Regions from separate parts of the Mus musculus genome. Here region 1 is linked to region 2. The links are chromatin contacts, called in public Hi-C maps. All regions are on one chromosome and are shown on one strand. The core of a region is the stretch at or near the end of the contact, and the rest is flanking DNA. Distances in the headings are between cores, read along the strand shown.

Region 1 (4,311 bases), core at 909-3,408, 4.8 Mb after region 2:
TTTTTTGTTTTTAGAAACATGATCTTACTACGAAGACTAGGGGTAGCTTTGAACTCATAATCCTCCTCCCTCAGATTCCTGGAGGCTGGGGTCACAGGACTATGCAACTATGCCTCGTTATTCTTTTTTGAACAATGATGTTTATTACCTGGTTCTCAAGTTCCAACACTTTAACATCTCTGACCTGAAGAAGATCCTAACAGTATCATTCGCAACCAAATAGTACTATTTCCTAATCACATGACACAACTCACCAACAGGCCCTTCAAGAATGAACATCAAGCAACTGACTGTGGCCCAGGGTCTCTGTCCATGAGACCTTTTGGAAAAGCAGCAGGCCATTGCTTTGTAATCCGAGCACTGACCAGATGCATTCATGTTTCTTGTGGTTTCCTCGTTTTGTTCATATAGTGCTGGGACATCATTTCTAAACTGTCTCATGATTTCTATTTTTAATAGCCAGTCAGACATTCCCTGGGTAAAATGTTTATGTTCATAGACTCCGACAGCTTCACTGTATTTTCAAAATTGAAAAAGAAAGAAGAGACAAACTTTGATCTGACTGACAATATGATGACAGGGATGGGAAGAGTGTTTTTAGGGCATGCTCTCAAAATCATAGAAGTGGAACAGCATCTCATTTGGAAAATCCCTTTACTCAAAATGGGATTTACACAGTTACATTCCAAACTACTTTGAAATTTTAACCTAGAGTGTTCAACTTTGATGGTGTCCATTGGCTACAGTTCATGCTGGATAAACTGTAGATTGCTACTTCAACATTTATGTATTTTGAGGTCAATAAATAAACATTCAATATCTGTAATCATTTTTAACATAACACAATTAGTGATCTAAAGAAAAACTTGTTGCTAAATAGAACATAAAAATGTTTCACTCAAAACCTTTGTGAAATTGAAACAATGTAGAAAAGGGATTTAAAAGGATTAAACTTCCTGGATTGGTCTTCCATTTAGCAATATTATGAATCATCAGATATTCTAATGCTTAGCACTAGGGTAAAATATCTAGCAACCTATATTCAATATTCTAAACTGCTAACTTAGAGTACTTCTACCTTTTTATTAAATACTGGTTTCTCATTAGGAGTTCAATGTCCCCTGGTCACATTATGCAGTAGGCCAGTAAGCTCCCTGAGTACCATTTATATAACAAGTTCCCTACACACCTCTCAAAGTGATGATGTCATGAGAGTCATGCCTAAGAGAAGGAATCATTTCATATGCTAGAAAACACAATAAGCAAACAATAGTAAGACAATCCCTGGGCCAGTTTACGGTTCAATTTTCCATTTACCCCTGAATGATCACCACCAAAGCAAAAGCACAATTCACGTTGCTATCTTTCTATACTGCTGACATTCTAATTACCATTTCACTTCTGTTTATTCACTTCTATCTCTTTATTGCTTACAAACTATGATAGTCTATATGTTATCTTCCACCATGTATTCCTTTACTCTTCTTATAGTTGCCATTAAAATAAATTCTAAACTAGTCTTTTAAATCCTGATTTTTAAGTAATCTGTACATGTGTGCATATGTCCATGCATGTGTCTAAGACATGAGTGCGAATTGAGTGAGTGTGTGCCACGTACATGTGTGGAGGTCAGAGAACGATGTAGTAACTTTGGTTAACTCCTTCCATCTTTGTACACATTCTGAGGATTCCTCTCTGGAGGCCAGGCTTACATAGCAAGCATCTGGACCAGCTGAGCCATCTTTCCTACCCAACACTGAATTTTTATCTCTGCCAATATGAATTTGTAAAACCTTCCTTATCTATTCATAGCATCACATACTTGATTTCCCCAGACGTTAAATCATTAATCTTGTCTGGTTGTATTTCAAGATCAAAGCTCCTACTTTAATAAATTTACATGACAACCAACAATAAATCCTCAGATGCCCACCCTCCTTTTGGATTACAACCTGAAGCTGAGACATACACTACTTCTGCATTTGAAAACAAAAGACATATTTAGGGGATTAGATTTACACAGAGACAGCAAGAAATCTTCTCTGCTTTTTCCTGAGCACATGTAATAAATTTATAGTTCTGCAGGTTAACAGAAAACATGGATGTCATTATACATCCTGCTTTGTTCCCTGTTTTTCTTCAAAATATCTAAGGCCTCAAATTTTTCAGTAAAAGAACATTGCTGCCACCAACTGAGCATACTCACCCAATGCAAGTAGGATTCTTATACATGAAAATTAATGCCCACAATGAAGATGAAGGGTGATATACATTCTGTTATACATGATCCCAAACACTAGCCTGAAATCCATTCCTAATCAGTAATGCCATGAGTGCATTCAAAGGAGAGATGAGAACTCCACATCCTAACATTATTAATGGAAGCCCTCCTGCCTTGCAGCCTTAAACCAATTTGTAGTAATAGAAAACTCCTCCTGTATTTATAAGGAAGAGGAGTTTGTTTTATTCATACAAAGGCCCTATGACAACAGGGTCATGCCACCAAATGCTGTGTTGACCTGGTCATTGAGGGGGGCTGATTGGCAGTCTTTGAATTGATTATGGTTATTTAGGTCAGAAGAGCAAACTCTTCTAATTTCATGCTCAGTGTTGAACTGTTGGAGGCGTGACTGGAGGAGGGGAGAAGGGAGGGGAGGGAAGGGAAGGGAAGGGCAGGAAGGGAGGGAGAAAATTCCACAGAGCTTGGCAGCACAACAGAATCACCTGGTAGAATACAAACTAGAAGACAGCACCTCAGAATGAATCAGAAGATTTGAGCAACAGGACTTTCTTTGGCAAGACTGCAGGAGTTAAAGATAATCTCCATAAATGTCCACAGACTCACTCAAGGAAAACCCTAAGGATCTTTGCATACTTTATGGGATTCTGAAAGTATTATTTGTAATCTCAATGCAAGGAAACATCGCATGCCCTGGCATGTTGAACTTTGCTATCCTGTGTGAGTCTCCTGAACTATTCACAATAGATGGGTTGATCAAACACTGTCTTGGCAATGAAGACTGCCCTTGAAGGCAGTAAGGAAAAAATATCCGTTCACTTTCACTCCACTCCTTTCCCATAGAGCCTGAAATTTTTGCCTTGAACCAAAAATATCTTCAGTAAGAGTCAGATATGACCTACTTTGTTAATTCCCATGGCTAATACTTTCCCCTTACAGCTCAAATGTGGAATGTTTTAAGTAAAATTAATATATATATGAAGGGTTTTTATCTGTCTGGTTTAGTATTTGTAGTACATGAAAAAAAATGTAATAGAGGATATAATGATATTTTCTGATAATTATACCTATTTTTATGTCACTCTTTGGAACGTTAACATTAGACGTCTTCTTATCAGTACAGTAAGAAGTCTCTGTGGGTAAAGATGCTGGCTACAAAGCCTAATGATCTGAGTGTAAACCCTCAGACCCACCTTGGTGAAAGAATTCAACTCCTACAAGTTGCCTGTGACTTCTACTCAAGACCCAAGGTACACTAGTTGTACACACACACACACACACACACACACACACACACACACACACACAGTTATAAATGAAGATCTTTTAAAAGTTGCCCACCATGACTGCTGGAGGTGTTAATGCTTCTTGAGACCCTGCCCAGCCCTAACATCCTTATCCTAACCATGCCCAGCCTTAGTCAAGACTTACAATGTTCCAAGTCTAACTCTGATTGATCTGCCTACCTGCATAGCAGAGAATTTTGTCCACCCTCTAGTGAGAGCTCAGGAATCTTTGAATTGAAGTGGACATGGATGTCTCCACTTGATTGAGATGAGTCTGGCAGTGGCAATAAAGTAATAATTGAAAAATAGTTTGGAGATACAATTTACTCTAGTTTTCATGACAGGTAGAAGAAACAAGGAAGTTAATGATAAAATTAATTAGAATTCATAAGCAAGAGTTGTGAAACTATATATAAGGCAAGACACTGCTCTAGAAAACTTTGAAGATAGGGGGGGGGGGGAAGTAGACAGCTATTTCCAAGGAATAAAGTTGTCAGATATAGACAGCCTTGGCAATCAGGACAGTATAGGAGCATGAGGAAGTCTGCTTGGGTACCCAAGTGGAAAAGCAAAACGTAAAAAGGAGTTCTAGGGTTTTAAGGACTCAGAGAATAGAAATGTGATTTGGGTTCCTGAAAGACTGCAGAGTATCAGTGGGAGATAAAGAACACCAATGGATGTGGGTTTCCTGACCAGAGGACAGAGCCAAAGGAAGAAGCCAAAATTTAAAGAATAAAAATGATAATTAAGACTAGCTTAGGAAAACAAAATATTTCCATAATTAAG
Region 2 (4,592 bases), core at 1,249-3,748:
AGCCAATGGAAGCCAGTGCTTTCTCCATTTATACTTTCACATTTGTTTGTTAGACTCTCTGTCAGCTTCCTGCAGTAAACACTCGTGTCTTCATTTTATAGAAGAGGGAACTGAGTCTCGGGGTTAGTTAACCAAGACTCAGAGCTAAAAATAGTGAAGACAGGATTTAAACTGTTATATCTTCATAACTTAAATTTATTGTCAAGTAGTAGCAATAACAGAAGAGATGAAAGGAACCCAGAGCACAGTGGATATTGCTGATAAAGAGGAAGAAATCCAAGTGGGACCTTTGGGGTTAATTGTGCGTGAGTGTAAGAACTGTTGCAATCACAGCTCAAAACAAGCGAAGCAGAGGGAGCCTGCATTGTTACTAGGTTATTAGGATATGTCATAGGAAGAGGCATAGACTTTAATTTTTTATTTAATTTAGACGTGAACTTGGACAATTTGAGTATTTCTTTTCCTACTAATAATCACTCCCAACTTCCTGAATGTCCGTCCCTTTTGTAGGTCCCCCCGTCAGTCTCTGTCTTTCTCTGTGTCTCTGTATCTGTGTCTCTGTCTCCAGATCCTTACTCTCCAGCCATAGCTGGTTTGAAAATTACTATGTAGACCAAGCTGATTTCAAAATTCACACAGATTTCCTCAATCTCTGCTTCTCAAGTGCTTAAAAAATGCAGACCACTTCCTTGATGCTTCATTTGAGGAAGAAAAAAGTTTTCCAGAACATGTGTTAGAAAAACACCGAAGCACCATGTTTTCATTCTGTACTATTGTATTCATTAATAATATTTAGTTTTCTCATTCTCAGCCAATAATTTTTGGTTCTTTTGTTAATCATTTTGTTGGCAGGATAATAATTTTACAATAAATTATCTCCTGACGATTTTCAGGAGGTAACTGGCAAGTTAACTGTTTTAGCTACTGTTCTGTTCTGTGACAGAACATCATGACCAAGGCAACACGTAGAATAAAGCATGAAAGCATGCTTACAGTTTCACAGGGAGAGTCCATGGCCATCATGGCCGGAAGCATGACAGTAGGCACAGCAGGCAGGGAGGTGAAAGAAAGCCACATGTGATCCACAAGCACAGGACAAAGAAGGAGCTAATAGCAATGGTTTGGGATTTTGAAACTTCAAAGCCAACCGCAGTGGCACACCCACCTCCTCCAACAAGGCCACACTTAGTAATCTGTTCCAAAGAATTCCTCTAACTCTGTACCAAGCATTCAGACATATGAACCTACTTTAGTTAAAATTTTATTGCTTTGAAGGGACATTGTGACCAAGGCAACTCTTACAAAGGAAAACATTTCATTGAAGCTGGCTTGCAGTTTCAGAGGTTTAGTCTATTATCATCATGGTGGGAAGTACAGCAGCATGCAGGTAGAAATGGTGGTGAAGAAGGAGCTGAGAGTTCTACATCTTGATTGCTGGAAGGAAAAGGGGACTGTCTTCCACACTGGGCAGGGCTTGAGCATAGGAGACCTCAAAGCCCATCCCAACATTGCCACAATTCTTTTAACAAGGTCAGGCTATGCCAAGAAGGCCATACCTCCTAATGGTGCTACTCCCTATGAGCCAAGCACACAGAAATCTTGGAGGTCATATTTATCAAACCACCATAGAGCCTGCAGGTCATTTACCTTCAAGCTACTGCAAACACCTTGCCTTTGAATCTCAAGACTGAGTTTTGAGATGAATGCACTCTGGCTCTGTTCTTTGATTCCATTTTGCTGAACTTTAGATGACTGGCAGTAGCATTTGGAGTTTCCTGTAATGACATTCTAATAATAGCAGTTTCAAGTTGCTTTAATGAAAAAGATTCATTGAGTGCTTGAAATTGGTTATTTTGATACAGAGGATAACAGGTACACGTTCTTCGAGATCCACTTGCAGCAGAATTTCCTTTGTTAAAGTGACCCACTTCTGCTGCTTTTCTAAAAATCTATACTACTCTGGACTGTCATTTTTAGAAAGTGCATCGTTCAGCGTGCCTTTAATTGTCTAATAACGATATAAAAAGAAAAAACACACAGTGGTTCATTAGTATTGACAAAAGGACGGCTAAGCAATTGTCCAAAGGGTTGAAGAGTGGAGTAGGAATTGCTTTACTATGAATATATGTTTGAAGGGCATAAGGATTCTTTAGATGCCTTTATCTTACACATAAATCATTATTATTATTATAATGAGTCTCCTCTCACAGTAAAGGCCCTAGCAGCGATTGTTCTGCTTCTGTGACAGCTGGAATTGAGAATGCAGTAAAAGTGAAACGAATTACATTGCAGATGAATTGGGCACTTGTCAATTAAATAGAGAATTATAAGTAAGGCAAAAGCAGACTATAAGGTCTGATAAATATCAGAATCTCACTCAGGAAATCTGGATTTTAAATTGTTCATTTTCTACATTATTACCCTTTAGGTTATGCTATACAGCTTTCAAGAAAGCACCCTTCGGCCACATGGTGGCATCCTTGTAGTTATGATGGCATTTTAAAGCTAACTCCAAGCTAGAGAAGGGAATTCTTGACACATTCCATTAAATGTTCATCTTCAGATGAAGTGTACATGAAGCATTATGCAATTGACCTATAAAGGTATGACAAAACGTTAAATATGCGTTTTCCCTGTGAAAAATCTAAGAATAAATCTGAGCTTAAGAACAATTCCTCCATTCATAATGCATCTGCTTGCCTCTGTATCCGAGGGATTCTCCAATCAAGGACAAAGAGTGACTAAAAATAAAAGTGGGTACTCACAACGATTCAAGTAATTAGAAATGGCAATCTGATATACTGTTAAAATGTACAGTCATGAATGTTATTTCCCCTGACTGCTACAGATTTGAAGTCTTAAGCTCCTCCCTCTGACTAGTCTGAAATTCTTATAATCATGATGACATAGATTAGTTTTCATTTGAAACAATGTTTTCTTCCTGTTTTATGCAATCTATCTATCTATCTATCTATCTATCTATCTATCTATCTATCTATCTAGTTTTTCTGTGCTACAATCTTGGCTGTTGCTGTGTTTTATAAATAAGAAAGAAAGAACCAGGACATGTTTGGTTGAGGCACAGTATGGTGAGGTGGAAGGGGGTACCTCTGCTGGCCCATGTTGAGGCATCCCTTCCCCCTGAGGTACCAGCCATATGACAGATATAGTATAAAATAGAGTCTATTTAGGGCATGGGGAGGGGAGTTGAGGTTGGAGTAGAGATAGAGAAAGGCAGGGAGAGGCGGGAAAGGAGGGAGGGAGGGAGAGAGAGAGAGAGACAGAGACAGAGAGAGAGAGACAGAGATAGAGACAGAGAGACAGCGATAGAGAGATAGACAGAGAGGGAGGAGAGGCCAGCCAGGAACACATGGAGGTGGGAGGGGAATGGGAGAGAGAAGGAACAGAGAGAATAAGAGAGTAAGAGGGTGAGGATGGGGCAAGTAGCCCCTTTTATAGTGAGTCAGGCATACCTGGCTGTTGCCAGGTAACTGTGGGGCAGAGCCTAGAAGCTGTCCTGGTACTCTGTTTTATAAATCAGGCTGGCTTCCAACTCACAGAGATTTGCCTGTCTCTGCTTCCCCGATGCTGTGATTAATGATGTGCATCACCATACCTGGCTTGCATGTTTGTCTGTCTATCTATCTATCTATCTATCTATCTATCTATCTATCTATCTATGTATCTATCTATATCTATTGCCTTGTCGGAATGGTGCTTGGAGTGAAGATTGGACCCAGGCTTATTCTTGATGATGCTGAACTTCTAAATAACTCTGGGGTTTGTGCTCTGGAATCATTGTCTCTGTGCACTGACACTGAGACCAACATGAGGTCCGGGTGCAGATTTAAGCATCTGTGAGAGGTTTCTCTGTAGGATCTTAGACAAATAACAACATTGTCTCTCTAACATTGTCTTTCCTCTTAGATTCCCCTCCCCTTTCAAAGAGGAAGATAAGTGGGCTTTTATTTTCTTCCAAAAGCCCCTCTCTTCTATTTTTATACTTTGTGCTAAAAGTCATTGAAAACATTAGCTTCTTGTTTAATCTTGGAGTTATTTTAAAAGATAGAATAAATTGAACATTCTTAGGAAAATATAGACTTAAAAAATTTTCCACCAAAGGCTTCTTTATTTGGGTTTGTGGCTTGGTTGATATATATTTAAAAAAATCTCTCAGGCAAGTTATGGAATTAAAAATCATAGATATTAGATAGCCTAGATATATTTCTGGCTTAAAACATGTCTGTATTCTACATAATCAACACTCTGTAGTTTATTTAGTCTTAAAATTTAAATTTCTAGAATTTGAACTTAGCTAACCTGTTGTTTCTGCATAGCCAGTTAACAATATATTAGAAGGCATTAGTTAAATACTTAGATTCCAGTAACTCATGACGTTGTCCATTTCAGGTTCACAAATCAATTGTTTTAAATCATTTGTATTTTATCCAGAAAGTAACTAAAAGAGATAAACACACCAATTGAGAAAGTATGAGGATTGGAGAGAATTAAATGGTTATGGGGCCATTGCTTTCCCTAGAGGACCACTAAGGAAATGCCTGGTCAGCAGCAGGCTGTGACTGGGCGCTTAG

What was found. A called contact is a pair of places that touch in the nucleus more often than the background predicts.
Region 1: a contact with region 2 is called in a Hi-C map of cortical neurons, with 4 times the contacts expected there. The contact joins two enhancer-like sites. A contact is called at or near these places in 3 of 484 Hi-C or Micro-C datasets (cerebral cortex and cortical neurons).

What each region holds. Positions count from the first base shown.
Region 1 is chr12:64,639,048-64,643,358 of GRCm38.p6, forward strand. No RefSeq gene overlaps it. Among named protein-coding and RNA genes, the nearest start is that of Gm24066, 95 kb to the right of the region's middle. Within about 2 kb of position 2,159, at least 4 of the 459 cell types and tissues checked have an H3K27ac peak or open chromatin away from gene starts, as enhancers often do. A contact at or near this core is called in cortical neurons, where this site is marked.
Region 2 is chr12:59,795,758-59,800,349 of GRCm38.p6, forward strand. No RefSeq gene overlaps it. Among named protein-coding and RNA genes, the nearest start is that of Gm22673, 130 kb to the left of the region's middle. Within about 2 kb of position 2,499, at least 5 of the 459 cell types and tissues checked have an H3K27ac peak or open chromatin away from gene starts, as enhancers often do. A contact at or near this core is called in cortical neurons, where this site is marked.